2 separate regions of the Danio rerio genome follow, and region 2 is linked to region 1. A link is a contact called in public Hi-C data. All regions are on one chromosome and are shown on one strand. Each heading gives the region's core, a stretch centred on a gene start, on an enhancer-like site or on the middle of the called end of the contact. The rest is flanking DNA. Distances are from core to core; before and after follow the strand shown.

The links. A called contact is a pair of places that touch in the nucleus more often than the background predicts.
Region 2: a Hi-C map of hematopoietic stem cells shows a contact between it and region 1, with 3 times the contacts expected there. The contact joins the promoter of chn2 here to the promoter of plekha8 in region 1. A contact is called at or near these places in 2 of 18 Hi-C or Micro-C datasets (hematopoietic stem cells and an unstated tissue) and 1 of 4 datasets of contacts at active chromatin or transcription factors (embryo).

Annotation. Positions count from the first base shown.
Region 1 is chr16:21,639,556-21,646,226 of GRCz12tu, forward strand. It overlaps plekha8 (pleckstrin homology domain containing, family A (phosphoinositide binding specific) member 8), which reads right to left and starts at 3,242. Exons shown (of 13, transcript NM_001007374.1): 1 at 3,117-3,242; 2 at 2,644-2,760; 3 at 1,035-1,190; 4 at 146-276. The coding sequence starts at 3,156. fkbp14 (FKBP prolyl isomerase 14) reads left to right here and starts at 4,041. Exons shown (of 4, transcript NM_001003471.1): 1 at 4,041-4,345; 2 at 5,908-6,059. The coding sequence starts at 4,149.
Region 2 is chr16:21,837,899-21,844,569 of GRCz12tu, forward strand. chn2 (chimerin 2) reads right to left here and starts at 2,844. Exons shown (of 13, transcript XM_694550.11): 1 at 2,382-2,844. The coding sequence starts at 2,430. All of the region lies in intron 1 of LOC141378087 (a long non-coding RNA gene), which reads left to right. cpvl (carboxypeptidase vitellogenic like) reads left to right here and starts at 6,498. Exons shown (of 13, transcript NM_199278.1): 1 at 6,498-6,538.

The DNA.
Region 1 (6,671 bases), core at 1,992-4,491:
TAATGATAATAAATAAAAACAGACACTTATAAATATTTCTCCTGTCTGACAAGCTTGTAAATTTATCGAATTGGAATAAATGTCTCTTTCCCCAGCCACTTTAAAGCTGTACGTATAGCAAAGGACGATCAAAACACTTTCGTACCTCGCCAGAACCAGCTGACGTCTCTGCTAGAGGGCTTTCTTGTATTTTGTTCACTTGCTGAAGAAGAAGATCACAGTAAAGCCTCAGCTCTGACATTTTTGTTTTCAGAGCCTCCGAGTTTTCCTGGAGCTCTGAGAAGATAAAAGAGAACACAGTTGACACTCCTTTTTTCTTTGTAGAGCTGATGCGTCAGAAGAACTGCAAAATGAGGAATCGTCATAACCTGGATGCATTACATAATCTTAGTGGATTCCCAGTGAATGAGCCACAATTGTGTTTCCTGCAATGAAATGCTGCAAAAACAGGAAGCTGGGGCCAGGCCAAGTATATTTTTGGCACATTTTTGTGGAAGAGTAAATATTCAATGGGTATAACGTTTAACAAAACATACTACCATTAAAAAGTTTGGCCTCAGTAAGATTTCCTTTTTAAAGATATCAATATTTTATTCAGCAAAAATCTGTTAAACTGATAAAAAGTGTGAGCACTTTTGTAAAAACAATATATTTTTTTATCACACAAAAATGCTTTTTATTTTATTGAATGAATCCTGAAACAACAAACATATAATAATTATAATAAAATTAATAATAACAACAACAACAACAACAACAATAATAATAAAATTTAAATTAATAATAATAAAAAAATAATAACAATAATAAAAATGTTTCATGAACATCAATTCTGTTAAGATATTATGATTTAGTATACTGTGACACTGTATACTTCAGTAATATAAAACTTTCATTTTATTAAAGAGTACTGAAATCATGTTTCCACTTTTTTGATCAAATAAAGCCCTGGTGGGCATATATTACATTATCCCATTTCGACAGATGATCTGCAGAGAATATCCTGTCTATGACAGCAGAAATACAACACTCACCCTTCTCTCTCTTGGTTCGGTTGTCTGTGAGACAGGCTTTCGCAGTCCCTAATGCCACAAGCCATTTCTGCCTTTCTGCTGCATTAATTGCCCTGAGATAAAAGTATTGTTCTCCTGGAATGATCAGATCAACCCTCGTGAAATCTGATGGGTGAACTGCAGTGGATAGAAGGAGTACATAGACCACCAATAAGCAAAGTGGGGCTTAATGCAGTACTGTAGTGTTTTTGTAACTTACAAAATACATTTCCTCACATTCTCAATCATTTATTTTACTACATAAATACTATGGTCAACAGTGAAGAAACAAGAATAACCTTGTTTTATTATTTAAAGCAATAATTGTGGCTAGTGCCTTAGTCTCCAGTGAAGTATCATGTTTAATAGTGCTACATTTTGGACATAAAGCCAGTGAAAAATACTTTTTTAGTTTTATTTTTTTTTTTTTTTTAAGAGAAGAACTAACGTTCAATTTATCTTCATAAGGCTAAGTACATTATCAAGCATTTATTTTATTTATCCTAAATAAAATCTCAATACCAGTTATTGTTTTGCATAATTTGATGAAATTACTGGTTATAAATGAAGTACAATAAAATTAATAAATGGTTACTTTATTTTTATTAAATAATTCCAACACATTTTCCAATGTTATTAATGTTTTTGATGTTTCCACTTATATCATGAAAAGGTTTCAAAGTATTATTTTTACACAGTAAATATTAAAATAGGTTGTTTTTACTTTTAAATTATACGATAATTTTTACTTTCAATAATGTATTATAAAATACAACGTAATATCATAGACTGAGTCTACAAAAAGTAAAATTATAAAATCAAAACAGAATCAATAAAACTATAAGAATAAGTTCTAAAAGCAAGACTTAAAATTTGTGCTGATAATTAAACGATTAATTGTGATTTAATGTTTTTATGTTATTTGCTTTTATTTATACTTATCTCTGTTATTCCTGTTTATGTAAAGCACTCTGAATTGCCACTGTGTATGAAAGCTTCCAAAATAAGTTCATATTTACAAAATATATTACACACACACACAATATATATATATATATATATATATATATATATATATATATATATATATATATATATATATATATATATATATATTTGAAGTCAGAATTATTAGACCCCTTTAGAGTTTTTTTATATATATATAAATTTATATATATATATATATATATATATATATATATATATATATATATATATATATATATATATATATATATATATATATATATATATATAAACTATTATGTTTAGAAATGTGATGAAAAAAAAATCTTCTCATCTTTAAACAGAAACTGGGGTAAAAATAAACAGGGGGACTAACACGAATTATATAAAAATAGAAAAAAATATATTTAAATGTTAATGACATTATAATGTTTATTCAGAATTTTATCTTTGATGCAATTGATGGTTTAACTGCACTACATGCTCATTTGTAGGTCATATTAAAATCTTTTATTTGTATGACTTAAAAAGATGAAGAAACAACCACTTGTTAGCACTCAGAAGCATATATTCATGAGCTCTTCTGCAAAACACAAAGAATAGCTGGTTGGCTCTGCCTTCTTACCTTGTATTTCACACACAGATATTTTAATGCTCCCTTTGCATCCTTTCCAAGCATCTTCTTGAGAGTCATAATAGGAAAGAGTCCCTCCCTCAAGAACGAACCAACGTGGCTGCCAACCTTTCAAAGGAGCAATGACGTTTAACACAGCAAATGACACAATAACAACGCACCTGATGACATTTTAGATCCATGAACATTATATGGCTCGACTTGTTTTTCCAGTCAAGCTTTTTAACTGCCATTGTCTGCAGAATGCAGTACGTACGTTGATGATATGGACAAAAGCAACCCTTTCAGCAAATTATTTTAGCAGATTATTGATGTCTTCGTGTCAATGCTTTTAAAAAGTAACGACACAGAGAGTTAAAGAGGATGATAGCTTAACTTCATATATGGAGCTAGCAAACAGGCTAACTGCTTTACAGACTTCCCTCGTTTACGTGATATACTTTTAACTATAACAATATACATACCACTAATATAGTTGGTCCATTTATAGAGAACTCCCTCCATGGTTGACCCCCTCTTGACAATTCATTACTTTGTCGTGGCAAGACCGAACTCAACACAGCCGCTTTGAGAAACTCGAGATAATTCTTACCTACGACAGTCGAATGTAAAAGACGCTGCACGACTGGAGCGAACCGAGGTTACGCAACAGACTGGCGTAGATGGTTTGAGAATACCAATCCATGTGATCGTAGAAGGATCGGCCCACGCCTGTGACATCTGTGGGATTTTCTCTTAGCGCTCTTCTTATTGGATACGAAGTGAACCCATGGGCGTAGCTCCACTGAGATTACGTGTACATCGTCCAATGAATATCGATTATTAGCAGATAAGGAGTGGCTTAAAAGAAAGCAGACCAATAAGAAAACAACGTTTTGGTTTTGGGGTGTAATTTTTTTTGCATTGGAATTTGGGAGTGTGATTTGATGCTCGCTTCATTACGTGAGTCGGTTCTTTTGAACAGAATGTCTCAAAAAAGCGTTTTACTTCAACGTGGCACACGTGCTTTTTATTATTTTTCAGTTTTTTAATAATCAAAGCGACTTATTGTGCGAGTATTTATTAAAGTCACAAGTTCAAGTATTAAAAACTAACTTAAATATATAATTTGTATTTTACGAACAATAAAATTACACTTATTGCAAATAATTAGCTTTTAATAATAGTAATTTGCGTTTATTTACGTTTTAATAAGTTTCAGGTAGGTTTATAAATAATACATCCGGTCATAAACCGTTCTAGATGTAAACGCTGAACAGCCTTGATTGCACTGCTCGGTCCAAGAGTTCAGATTCATTGAGTCGACTCAGAAGATCGACTCGCTTACGAGTCAGACATCACTACTTTGGGAAAGATTTAAGACCCCCTGAAGAAATTTCGCTTGCCACGTAGCTGTGGCAGGGCAACTTGTAGTTTGGGAAGTTTTTCAGAACTTTTTTTGTACATGAAACATTAGTCGAGTAGTTAGAAAGTGTCAAACTGTTCTTCATATTAAGATGATTCCAGAGTTGTGGACATGCATCTTTTCTGCATTTTTCTTTTACGTGCATGGAGCAAAACTTCCGGAGCCTGAGGTGAAAATAGAAGTTTTATACAAACCTTTCCTTTGTCATCGTAAATCCAAATACGGGGATATTCTTCTGGTTCACTACGATGGCTTTCTGGAGAGTAACGGCACAATGTTTCATTCCAGGTGAAATCTTAAAAAAACATTTTGCATGTCTTGTAAGCAACTTCTCACTGATAAAATGTAATAGCCATCATCTTCGAAATTTCAAATTAGTTACACATGAACAACAAAAAGAAAATAACTGTCTGTATTTACTTTATGTAAGCTTTAACATTATTGAAATGAATAGGAAATATCTCAATTATTTTGAATTAATAAATCATGATTTCACAAAAACAGTCCAGATTAATGAAACACACACATAGCTTCATTATAAAAAGCTTTAAATAATAAAAAATAAACAAAAAATAATGAATTATTTAATTTATTAACATTCGCTTATAGATGAAGTAGACATGCATATAAATTCAGTCTCGGACACTAATATAATTTCATAGATAGGTTTACAAGAAGAATGCTGATAACTAATAGGCCTGCATGATATTGGAAACATTTAACATTGTGATATTTTGTTATTCTGCAATATTTGAATTCAATTTCACCAGATGTCTTGAATATCTATTTGTAAAGAATGTATAATTCTAGATTGATTGGGATGGTTCTGTAGGGCAGTGCATCTGCATAAAATCTAATTAACAATCTACAGGCATAGGTAAATATAAAAAGATACAAATGAATATAAACTTTTACTGTTTAATTGCTTTATAATGAGCCTAACTGTATTCCGGTATATGGTAACCAAATGATCAAATGTAAAGTAATCCTGCATAATCTTCATTATAGAAACAATTAGTTAGAAATTATACAATCTGTTATGCCTAAATGTTTTTAACCCTCATACAGTCAAAAACACATTTAAATGATAAATTATAATCTTGACTCAACATTGCATGTTCTGCTGTGGGACTATTGTAAATGATCACAATTTGATATTGATGCTGAAATGTTATATTGTGCAACTCTACTAATAGTGTTCCATACAGGTCCAAAGTCTGAATGTAAGACAAGAAAAGTAATGCTACTTAATGGCATAAAAAGTAATATTATGTAATTATTGTAACTAAAAGTAATATTATGTAACTATTATGTGAAATATAAGTAAAATAATGATGTGTATTTTGAGGATCTTAAAGCATTCAAGATTCATTCTATTACTTAAAAAATTGATGCAAGAACACAAAATGTTTATCATTTTTTGTCATCTCTTAAATAACTTAAAAATCTTATTCAGATAATATAAAGCTTCTTCTTTTTGCATCTCTTCTAAGCCAAAATAATCTCAAAATACTTTAAAAAAAAAAAAGAATGCCTAAATTAATTGTCAAAAAGCATTTATTACTTTTCCAGTAAATACACAATTCCATTTAACTGCTATGTTTTCGTTTTTTTTTTTTTTTTTTTTTATACATGTGCATAGTTTCTAGCCAGTATCTATGACCACCGGCCAAAACCCAAAAACCAGTTTGACCACCTTTAGCCATTGTGTTGCTTATCCAAATTAGTCTATTTTGGATCAGATAATGACCAGAGAGAAACCATCCATCATATTCCAAAGTGCAGCTGCCAGCTCAAACAAGTCAAATATGCAAGCCTCTAACCTTCAGTTCACATCTTACTGTTGGCAGCCGCCATCAAGGAGACAAAAACCCTGTCTGGTTCACGTTGGGGATCCGAGAGGTGATCAAGGGCTGGGATAAGGGTCTTCAAAACATGTGTGCAGGAGAGAAGAGGAAACTGACCATCCCTCCAGCTCTTGCATATGGAAAAGAGGGCAAAGGTGTGGTATCAAAATTCATGTTATAGTTCACCCAAAAATGACCATTCTGTCTTCATGTGCATTACCTGCCAAAGATGTTGTCAACTATTCAAGTTTTAGCAATAACAAATAATAACTTGACTTCTATTATTGATAGTTTGGTATAAGAAACAAGCTAATATTAAAGGCCTCTAGATTACGTTTATTTTACCAAAATAAAATAAGTTCATGCTTTGTGTTCTGTCTTTTCATCTAGCAGCAATAATGACGACTGGAAAACTTTGTTTAGACGAAAAATGAACTGTTTACTAAAGTTTTTTGTATACTGAAGCAGGAGCGAAACTCCGAACACACACTCACTCTCTCACACTGAGTCAGTTGCAATGGTTACAGGAGCGCTTTCAGTAGCGCTAAGCATCATAGGAAAACTGTTCTTAAAGCAAAACAGCATATATAAATGCCAAGGTAAATTCACTTTATGACAATTAAACGATAAATGGAGCATTAATTAATCCCTCTTGCATATATATATATATATATATATATATATATATATATATATATATATATATATATATCAATTTAAGTCATAACACTTTGATTATTTATTATTTATTTTTTATTTAATAAGAA
Region 2 (6,671 bases), core at 1,594-4,093, 200 kb after region 1:
CATCAATATATTGAAATAACAAAATACAGTTATTTTAAACTGTAGTAATTTGTCACAATATTACTGTATTCATCAAATAAAGTCAGAACTTAGGACTTTTAAAAAATAGAATAGTGTATATTTGTGAAGATTTCAATCTATGTTCTACAGCTTTTAAAATATGCAGTTATGTGAAAATATTTCTAGTAGTTATTGTAAGCGGAAGTTCATTTATTGGCAATCTAGGTGATAGTGCAGCTCTAACGCTGTACAGCGCTCAGCTAGGAAGATGACAGGTCACTTTAAAAGCTCATTTTCGACATCAATAATTTTATGGGGATAATAAGATCAGGATAATAGAAAATCTTTCAAGTGAATAAACAGAGAGAGGAACAGCTTTTAGGGTAATTAGCTTTCATCACACGCCCATGAGAATGTCTGATGACTCATTTTCGATGCAAAACAAAAAAACTATCTGAAATGTCGGGATTTAGGATATATGCCTGTTGTAACCTAAATCCCTTGAGACAATGGGTGGGAAGTGCACTTGTTCTAGATGTGTGCAAACCAGTTTTTGGTTCCCACGTTACAACATGTTGAAATGGACACAACAAAACATTACAGTTTTTTTTTTAATTTGGTGCATTTTCAGAGAAACTGACTGTTGATGTTGATGCCAGTTGACAGTGGTGATATCAACAGTTGACGCTGATGACAAAGTTATCACAATGTTTTACATTATCACTGTTATGCCCACTTGGAATGTTTCACAATGTGTGTCTTCTCATTTAGCCTATAATTTACAAGGCAACTAAATTTTGGAGATAAAAAACACAAACTTTTGCAGTTTTAAATTCTTAGTCCTTTGAAAATGTAGTTATTTTTTGGCAAAATGATAAAGTCTATAGGCATGTGTGAGTACTCAACAACCAAAACAAGGACAGCTCAAGAAAACAAGCCAACTAATTTGCTTGTATTTACCTCTCTGTTGAAGAATTCAGATATCTTCTGTGTGCAGTTTTTCTTTAACATGCAAATCACTGGCCTGGCTTCAATAATACAGATACTTTTTGTCATTTTTGCAGATACGTTTGAATGGGGATTATTTAAAAAATATGTTTTTTATTGTTTTGTATCTATGCAAAACTTTTCCAAAGTTTTAGTACATTGCCATTGTGTAAAACATCCCAAACAATAGGATAAAAAGTAATATATATATATATATATATATATATATATATATATATATATATATATATATATATATATATATATATATATATATATATATTGTGAACAATTGTTTTTATTATTTCAGTTTTTGTTTAATATAGAAAGGATACAGCATATTACTATATCGTAATCCAATCCTGAATCCCCACCCATCACACAGACTTGTTCTATAATAACAGAAGTTTAAAGATTGCAGTAAAAAAATCTAAATAAATAAATAAATAAATAAATAAAATAAAAAAACAAGAATAATGGTAGACCAAATAGGTTAATGAGTCGAAGTTTTCATGAGATACAATAAGTAATATATTTTGAGTGAAAATTCCAAGGCCAAAAATGTAACAAAAAGTTGACATTTTATTTCAAACTGACTTCAATAAAATGCATTATGTCATTTCAAGCTACAGTATGTTTCCAAATATTAAAATAATCAGAGCTGACAGTTGTACAGTTCATTTAGATATTATCCTTGTATTCAAGGTCATGATGCTGACATTTCCTTAAATATCAAAAATATCTTTCTTTACAGCATGAATCCATGGTAAGAGGGCTGATTATTTATGTTTTTACTTAACAATAGTAATTTATTTATACTGAATATGTTAGGAAAAAGTAGATAACAAATTTGTCACATAAATAACATAACATTTGCTTATACAATATATTAGAGGAAAACAAAAACAAACCTTTATTTAACTAAACACATTTATGTGCATGCAGATATTTCACTGAAGAAAGTGTTATGTGAAACGATAGTAATTCAAATGTACATGTATATTTATAATTTTCATTGTCCACCACAATAGTAATTATCGTTGCCAAACTAAAGACTCGTAACTGTTTATTATGAATCACACATAGATAAAGATGAACCTTATAACTCGTGCACTGTGAGTGTGACATTACACAACCCTCTGCCAGCGTGCATTGGTGATATCAACGATCGCATGCTCTTGTATTGGATTAGGAAGTTAAAGGTGGGTCTAGTTCATCCTGAATGAAGGAAAGGTACAGTACGACACACCTCTTCACCATGTTCATTCCTGTCTGCTTTAATTACATCCAAAACCACAAACCTGAAACTACCGACAATCTAAAAATCAGATTTCGTCGCTTTTTCTGCAGACCCCCAAACACAATATAAACGTTAACATTTTGAATTCACTCACCCGAAGAGACAGAGGAGCCCGACAGACTGGAGTTACTTGACGCTGCCATCGCGTCTAATTCACTGAATCTCTCCGCTTACTTGCGTATGTTAGGGCTTGACAGCTCTTCCATCCCAGTCCCTGCTCTCCTGACCGGTCTTCAGCTTTCCAGAGTTCCTCCAAAAGAGCCGATAATGCCCAGCTGTGAGTGTCGGAGCAGAGGGGAGTCGCCAACGCTGCCGCATTTACAGGCGCGTATGTGGCAGCAGAAGAACCATATGGTGAAACTAGTTGATACGAGCCGAAATATACGCACAGAAAATATGACAACTCGTCTACTCCTCGCTGTTGTGAAATGCAGAATACAAAAAAACTTCCTCGTCGCTCCGCGTGCTGTCCGTGACTGTAGGTTTCGCCATATTTAGAGTCTGTGATTGCACTGTATCGCTTCCATGTGCCACTTCAAGGCTCGTAATAAACACACAGTGTGTGCACAGGCGAATCCGCCTCTTAAAGTGAAACAAACGCGCGTCACCGGAGCGCGCACATTCCTCCTGTCTACCTGACCATACTGTAAACCGCAGATGCATGATTGTCTGCTGTGGGCTGTGTCCATATAAGAAAGTTGAATTCCGTTAGTGTTGTTCAGAAATGTTACATGTTCATCAATTTGCTTGTTTGTCACAAGTGTTTTGTTACATGTTACATAGTTAAAGAACAAATCACTGGCACAAAAAATAGCAGTACCCTTGCTGTACAGTTGCTTTAAAATATGCATTATAAACCACTAAAATGAATGGTAACGTAGCATGAAAAATAAATTAATGTTTCACAACATTTATAATAAATGTGAATAAGAACTGATAAAATATAAAAGCATTAATAGCAGTTTTTACAGCTTTTATGACACTTTTATTGACGTTGATAGACAAGTGCAACATACTTTCAATTGGGTGTGGTGGTAAAATATTCAGTTAGAAAGAATTGATGATGTTACTTTATAACCGCCTCGGGTGTGTGTTCACTCTCTCATGTCCTTCGGCTTATAGTCTCTCATTTATTAGGGTTCGCCACAGTAGAATGAACCACCAGTTACTTTGGCATATGTTTTATGCAGCAGATGCATTTCCAGCCACAACACAGCACTGGGAAACACCCAACCATCACAGTACTGTAAAAATATTAATTATTGTTATACAGTGTCATAAAAAAAGTCTCTATATTGATGTGTATATCGTATTTCCGGCTGGCTGCGTATCCGATTTATAGGCTATAGACATGCGGTATAGGTGAATTGAATAAATATTATATAAATAGCAGAGTAGTTTTAACCAGGCAGTTTTATGGCATGTTTACTCTGTTGCAACAAAGAATGTTATTCGATGATCAAACAGAACCATACCTGAAAGTGTAAACTTTTAAATAATCTTCCCTTTGCACTTTGCAATCTGTGCACATGCACAAACATCCATGGTTTAGCATAACACCTTTTAATTTTGGCAAGTGGTTAATAAAAAGTTAATTTGCTAAGATTTATAACATCTGGGACAACAGCAGCAGACAGTGGTATAGAAATATAAGAGTGGTAAGGTCACTGGTGTATTTTTTGTTGAAAAAAATTGTAACTTTAAACGTGGCTCAGTCAATCAGAATCAATGGCCATTATAAAGTTAGCCTTTTTATGACATAATGTATTGAAAGACTTGTAATATTGTCACACTCTCTTAAAAATAATATTGTTCTTATATAAATATGATACAAAGTTACAAAAAAAGGAATTGTGAAGATTGAAAAGGAAGGTTTTTATTATTAGGTGCAAAAAAAAATACAAAACTGCAAAGCCCTGTGTGAAAAAGTGTTTGCCCCATAAACCTAATATCTGGTTGGGCCAGCTATAGAAGCAATAACTGCAATCAATTTTTTTTTTCTCAATTATTTGCAAGGAGTCTGTTACAGTACTGTGAAGGAATTTTGTCCCACTCATCTTCGTAGATATGTTGTAATTCATCCACATTGGTGGTTTCAAGCATTAAGGAGGCTCTCTCAGTGGTAAAGACAAATTCTTATCCAAAGTTTTATTCTTTGCAAAGAAGGTCATACAAACATACATCAATGACAGTTTCTGCAGAGTGAGACACAGAAACAGAGTGCATTCTCTTTTTATCTAGTTTGCAATACCCACAAGGTCATCAGTGACATACAGGATGAATCACAGTTACACAGTCTTACCTCCCCATCGAACATGTAGCTTGTTAAATCACCAGGTACTGAACCAGATCTTGTCTGGTGATAAACAGATGTTAAAGTGGTCACACTTGGTCTAATTTAAACAGTACATCCATGGAAGAATAAAAGAACAGACCTTTATACTGTAAATATAAATATACTATAATATAAATGAGTAAACGAATAAGATAAATAAAATGAATTTCCACCAGACATCTCAATTGGATTCCAGCCAGGACTTTGACTAGGCCACTCCAAAGTCTTCATTTTGTTTTTCTTCAGCCATTTCAGAAGAGGACCTGCTGATGTGCTTTGGATCATTGTCCTGCTGCAGAAAAAGTTTGCTTCAACTTTAGGTCACTCATATAGATATATACATAGCTGTCACATGACTATTGTTGTCTTTTGGAGAGATTGCATCACACCTTTTGCACATATATCTTGAGAATCATTAAGATGTTATCTGGCAAAACCAAGATAAGCCTTTATTTTTTTTATTTTTTTTTTATTTTTTATTTTTTGCACAGCATTTATTTACATCCTACTCTGCCAGGCAAATCATTTTTATCCAGTCTTTATCTTATGGTGGAGTCATGAACACTCACTTTTAATGTGGCAAGTGAGGCCTGCAATTCTTTGAATATTGTTGTTTTGTCATTTCTTGGATGAGTTGCTGCACTCTTGGCAGGCCCAGATTAAGAATTCAGAGGCCCCTTGTAGGCCCCCTTCCTGGCCGCTATAGTTGCTTTAAAAACTAAGTTTAATATAATATATATATATTTTTAAATAAAATTAATCTATAATGTATTGCCCGCATTTAGAAAAAGTGATATACATATATTTGTAGTCTACAAAGATTTTACTTATTTTAAGGCATTTAAAGCATACTTTGAAAAAAATACTAATACCAGTGAAAATTGATGGATTTAAGTTCATAGAAAGTAGCAGTAAAAATTTATATTTAAGGGTATTTTTAATATATAACTTCTATAATGCATACGGTTTGGATAACAGCTCTCCAATCTAGTTTTATGAGTCCTCCATAATACACACACTTAATAATGATTCCTACTTGTCTTCCTCATGATGGAGAGTAGGTAAAATCTGACATGTAGTGGGGAAATTTTGAATTTCTTTGCATCTAGGCATGATGTCTAGCTTTTGAGGATCTTTTGGTCTAATACACTTTGCCAGGCAAGTCATATTTAATAGATTATCTTTTCTTTTTTTGATCGCGAACAAGTGTGGCAGTAATCAGGCCTATGTGTGGCTATAGAGAAATTGAACTGAGGTGTGATAAACCGGAGTCTAGTTATGTTTTAACAAGGGGGCAAATTACTTTTTCACACAGAGCCCTTAATAATAAAAACCATTATTTGAAGACTGCATGATGTGTTTAGTTGTGTTATCTGTGACATGCTATACAGTGGTATTTTTTTCATAGATATCAGGTCAGAGGATGTTTGTATTTGCACAATAGTTGTCACATGTATTTATGAGTTCCTAATTTTTTTCTTTAGTTTTATTGTTGGCCATACACAATTTGGCAATACACAAATTGGTTGTTTTTTATAGAGAGATTTTGCTCAAAAGTCCAAAATAGAATATTTGATGCCAGATTTAAGCAGTTTCAGTGGTTTTGAATATTCAGGACTTTAACATTTATGAGTTTTTTTTTTTTCTTTTTTTAAGTAACCTAGTGAAACTTTCACATGTGATGATCATTAGGTAGAGCAAATGTACAACATTTTCAGGTACACTCTAAATTGTGCCTCTAGGGGTCCCTATTTTAGACTAAAGTTCCTGGTTTAGTTTGATCACATGACACAGCGCCCATGTAGTCATGTGACTGCTGCAGCTACAGCGTGACAACAACCTGATTTTTAGTTTACTCATGTTTCATCTGCCAGTGTAAACGGTTTCTGGAATTCTCGTTGGATTTTGGCCCTAGGGTAAGCCAGTCATTGATTAGGAAAAACTATTTTTTCCTATAATTAGGAAACATTTTATTGTGTAGCTCAACTACCAATATATCACAATTGCTATTTGTTTGTTTATTCTGTTATGCATTATATGCCAGGTTTG